Regions from separate parts of the Drosophila melanogaster genome. Here region 2 is linked to region 1. A link is a contact called in public Hi-C data. All regions are on one chromosome and are shown on one strand. The core of a region is the stretch at or near the end of the contact, and the rest is flanking DNA. Distances in the headings are between cores, read along the strand shown.

The links. Hi-C and Micro-C count contacts between places; a contact is called where the count stands out from the background.
Region 2: a contact with region 1 is called in a Hi-C map of the Kc167 cell line, with 1.7 times the contacts expected there. A contact is called at or near these places in 42 of 107 Hi-C or Micro-C datasets (the Clone 8 cell line, the D17-c3 cell line, the Kc167 cell line and 11 more) and 4 of 7 datasets of targeted methods (the Kc167 cell line and the S2 cell line).

The regions. Positions count from the first base shown.
Region 1 is chr3L:12,861,641-12,864,223 of dm6, reverse strand. It overlaps CG10943, which reads left to right and starts at 1,304. Exons shown (of 2, transcript NM_140352.3): 1 at 1,304-1,412; 2 at 1,467-2,507. The coding sequence starts at 1,506. The coding sequence ends at 2,432.
Region 2 is chr3L:12,901,448-12,904,030 of dm6, reverse strand. It overlaps CG12520, which reads left to right and starts at 1,294. Exons shown (of 2, transcript NM_001300124.1): 1 at 1,294-1,919; 2 at 1,984-2,583. The coding sequence starts at 1,457. The coding sequence ends at 2,003. CG32117 reads left to right here and starts at 320. Exons shown (of 1, transcript NM_168528.2): 1 at 320-1,106. The coding sequence starts at 359. The coding sequence ends at 1,006.

The DNA.
Region 1 (2,583 bases), core at 55-2,554:
CAATATTAAGAATATTATAATAAATATCTAATAAACAGAAATAACATTGTTTCTTTAAAACTATAACACTAGAAGAAATACAATCATTCAATGAAGAAATGTTCTTTTATTGAATATTTCTAAAATATATTCCTAAATATTTTATAATAATTAAATAAAAGTATATATTAGAATGGCCAATTAAACGAGCCAATATACATTATCAAACTAATAATCGAAGAATTAGTATTATTGGAAGGTAAGAAGGTAAAAATAAAACTAAGTCCTGTTTTGGTTCTAGATAGTTCAATACTTTTGAATGATAACTTCAAGGGCCTAATCACTTCACTGCGGTTCATTGGCCCCGGATATGGACTATTTAATATTACCAAGGGTACTTGCCCCATAGTCATTGCTGCAGAAGGGGTTAATAGTCGACCAGGGACAATGACATTGCGTTGGAGGTGGAACCAAAAGCTGGCAGGACGAGGCCTAAATATATGTATATAGGCAAGGAGTGCAAACTTCAGCCAATCGATAAAAGTAGCTGCATATGCAATCGAGAGGGCCCGAAAACAGGGCCAAGCATTTCCGCTATCTATGTAAAGCAACGGATTCGAAGAGTGAGTGGAAGAGGAAGTGGGCGGGGCCATTGAGGGGCTGCGTATCCTGGTGCAGCAAAGTTTGCCTATCGTTTCCGCTTCGTCCTGAAACGAAAGTGTTGTCTACGATTTCCAGCACTTGCTTAAGAAACTTAAAAACGAAACGGGAAGGAGAAATAAAATAAATTTAATTGCCTACCTTGTTGATGTTGTTGTTGTTGTTGTTGAACCTGCTTGTCCTCTCGACTTAACCTGTTTTCCTGCCATTTTCTGACGCCAGCGAAATGGAAAATGATTTTACAACGGCCAACTGCCGAAAAGAACATGGAAAAGAATAAATTAATTCGTATTTGGCCGAAGCAATCGCCCCCGTTTTCCCAGACTTTATCTTTTGGTTTTCATTTCCAAGCGGATGCCGTCTAATTGATTCAATTTGTATTCATTTTACATGTTACCCACGATCTGGATTCGTAATTAATGAAAATCCAAAATTCTTATAAAAAATCATTTACATTTATATGATAAAATTGGGAAAGTGGAAAAGCTGTGAGATTGCAGGGCAAAAAAAATAATACTCAATCAATTCCGAGGTTTTGAGGCTATACCTTATCAAGTGTGCAATATTTAATCAAACTCCTGATTAGATTATTGTAAAGCAATGAGTAACACCAGGAGATATTCGATTATTATAGAAAAAAAACCTAAATGAACCTTTCAGTTCGCTTTTTCCTACCAACCAATGCGGTCTACATATTTTCTATCGCTATGAATTCAAGAAGTAAAAGCGCTATATTGCATTTAAGTTCAGATGACACAGAATCATTTTCGAAGGTATAAATAGTATTTCTTTTTGAAGAACATTAATTTTAGCATTTATCTTTTTAGGCGAATTATTGTGACTGCAACGATTTCGATGAACCGAAAATGAACTTAAAAATGGTACTTGAAAATAAGCTAAGAGACATGGAATTTAAATTGGCAATTGCCAACGAAAAGTTGGCCATATTTGACGATAAAATTAAGGACAAAAACGAGATAATTGAGGCCTTAAAAATGTCTAACAACCTTTATAAATCAGATTATAAGGATAGATTTGATGCTCAGGCAAGCATAATTGAAAAACTAGAGGAGGAATTGTCAACCTTAAGAAAAGCGAAGTTAAACTCTAGCCAAGATCTTGAGACAACCAAAAATAAATCAAAGTTAAGATCAACAATTTTTTTTTTTAAAGAAAGCGAAAAGGAAAAAAAGTTACTTATTTCTTCCCTCGAAGCGCAGATTAAAGAGAAGGCTAAAACGGAAATAGAAAACTCACAACTTATTAAGTCCTTAAAGTCTCAGATAGGCGACAATGATGTAAAGCTAAAGGACAAACAAGATCTTATAGCAACACTCGAAGCTCGTTTGAAAGAAAGCGATAGTAAAAATATTGAAAACGAACATATGATCCAATCTCTAAGCGTTAAAATGTGTAGGATAATTTCTGAAGAGAAAGAATATAAATCTCTTATAGCAACCCTCAAAAATCAGATAGGCCAAAAAAGCGAAACACTGGAAAAAAATAAAGGGATAATAACTTCACTCAAGGCTCAAATAAAGGAGAAAGATAAAATAAATGGTGAAAACTCAAAAGTTATAGCAAATCATAAGGCACAGATTAAAGAAAAAGATGACCAAATCACATATTTGGAATTGGGTCTAAATTTGGAAACTTGTAAAACGCGGGAAAAGGATGAGCTATTAAACGATCAAGCTGCTACCATAATGAAACTGCAATCTAATCAGGAGAGAGTGAAAGAAACCCATAAACTTATACCATCAGAGGGTCAACAAATTTCCAACGCTTTGTAAACAAATTTATTTAATAAAACATATATACTTTTATATCGCAAAGAAGAATGTTGTACATTTCAGCTTTATGTCAGCAAGGGGACGCCATCATGCGGGAATTTCAATGACGACGGTGCTGCCACCCTCGTGAAAAAAGGTCCTTTAAACCGCT
Region 2 (2,583 bases), core at 45-2,544, 40 kb before region 1:
GGAGGGAGCATGGCCACCACGGTTACTAAAGGTGAGGGTTCAGCCAGCGCAGCATGTTATAAGAAATTCAATTATAAGAATTTTATAATGGTTTTTGCGTGGCCACAACTGCACTGCACTTTTTTTTTCAAAATCTTATCTTATCAGAGGTGACACATTTGAGATATGAGATATGATCTTAGTAAATGCAAAGTATGCAACTATCCAGAACAGCCAAGTTCGTGATTGATTTTGATATTCGGCTTTAGCGCTTCCACAGTTGTTTCCCAGAGAAACTTATCAATTTTCGCTCATAGCTCAAAATAAAAGATAAACTATACAAAATTGTTATGTGTGTGTGTTATATTTCTGATAAGCTATGACAAGTTTTCAAATTCGATTGATTTCGGACCAAAATCTGGTCCTCGTGGACGCCCTACATCACGAGTCGGAGATTTTTGTACCCCAGATATACAACAATGACATCGTACTGTGGAATATCATACGAGATCGTCGGTCGAATCCAAAAGTCGAATTTTGTGAAGAGCCTGTCCAGGGTCAAGGCAATGGTCAGATCTGCCAGCGCCCACAGATCCAACCTCGGATAACGACGGCGACGGCAGGTCTGGCCCCCTGGGCGGCGTCCATCGATGGCAGTCCATTTAGAAGAGTTGCGGAGGAAGGTTCCCGGTGTCCACTGTTTTCACTCAAGCTCATCTCGAATGGCAGCGTAGTGCTCGTAGAATGTAATGTCCACGAATCGGAGATCTTTCTACCGCAGATTTGCGGCCAGTACATAGCCATGAAACGCATCACCGGCCACGAACTTTTACTGCCATCCAAACCGAAGATCTCTGCCATCCAACCAGCTAAGACCAATTGTTTACGCATTCAACCGACTCGCTTCTTTTCAAAAACGACCAACTTGGATAATCAGGCAAAAAAACGAAGGAAGCGCAAAAGTCAAGAGCAAACCAATCACTCTGGAGCTGGGGATCAACGAACGTTGAAGTCCGTGAAACGATAACCCCATGGCAAATTCATATTATGTGTATCTCGAGTCGAGAATCAATTGTAAAATTCCCTGTACCAGACCATACGATCGCAATAGAATCCAAATCAAGAATATACTTACTTTAATTACATATAATCTATAAAATAGAATTTAGCTAGACAATTTTAGCTTTTTCTAGCTAACCGATCTATCCGCCTGATGGCGCCACTCAATACAAAGCTTCATACTTTCAATCAGCTGATGAAGCTTTTTTTTTCACGAAACAATCCATTCCATTGGCATAGGTCAGTATGTGGTATACCCGGTAAAACTGGTTGTCTAACCAATTGCTGACTAGAACGTATCTAATCTGAGGGAAAATAACAATATTACTCATAACATAACATAACTTTCGACGCGTCTTGGGCTTGCGATTGATTAGAATGGATATTCGTATACAGTGTTTTTTCAATTGTTTCCGTAATGGGTCTCGCAAATATAGAAGAGCTCTACAACGACTGTCTATACCATATATTTGACTTTTTGACCACTGAAGATCGCATTATTTTCGCACAAGTATGCCATAGATTTCGTCAGCTTTTTATAAATCATTGTGCTGCTAAATACCGCGTGTATACCCTCGATAAAGACAGTTCACGACTTGAACTGATACAATTTTGTATTTGTCGCGAGACAGTAGAGTGCTTGACCATTGACCTGGATCACTTCGATACGGCTAGATGTTATAGAACCTATGGATGTGAAACTCCAGAAAACTGTTTTCAAATTCTCTGCCAGACTTTGGCCGGTATGCTAAGGCTAGAACATTTGGTAGTCAAGCAGGAATCGATGCTAGTTACACCGATTCAAAAGCCATTCGATCAAATATTGACCGCCGTCAGACATTTGCCGAAGCTCAGAAGATTGGAAATTCGTGCTAGAGACGGTAAGAAAATATTATATTCCTTTCAATTCTGAATTCATTTCCTGAAACACATTTTTTCTAACAGCTAATTTTCGAACTATATAGACAGCAGCTTCGACCGTGTAAGCCAACTTTGCCATCTCGAAGAATTGCAGATGCTCGTCCCAAAAATTTCACTCGCAGCTCTGGTGAAATGTTGCAGGTCCAGTGGCAATCTTCGCAGTCTTCATTTGGGCTATGCCTGCATACAGAAGAATTTGAGCCACATAGTGCCGCATTGCAAGAACTTGAAGGTGCTCAAGTTTGGCATGCCCGCGAATTCTTCAGAATACGTGCAGCTGGCTAGGCTGCCGAAGCTGGGGGAACTATCCTACTTTGGCATTCGCAGAAGCGGCTCCTTTGAACCACTTCTCTCAGCTCTAGCTGCCAAATCTCAGTTGACACATCTGTCCATCGACGGAGGGAGTCTTACTATGCAGGAGACCTGCCAGTTGGTTCGCATCCAGAGCTTACGGCATTTCAAGGGCTTCTACTCAACGACTGACTGTGTGGAGATGCTGGGTTGTCTGGCCAATCTGGAGGAGCTATGCGTCTCGATATTCTGCCCAACGGATATTTCCAATAATCTTCTGCCAATCATTGCAAAATGCAAAAATCTAAAGCTTCTGCAAATTTCAGGAGGAAA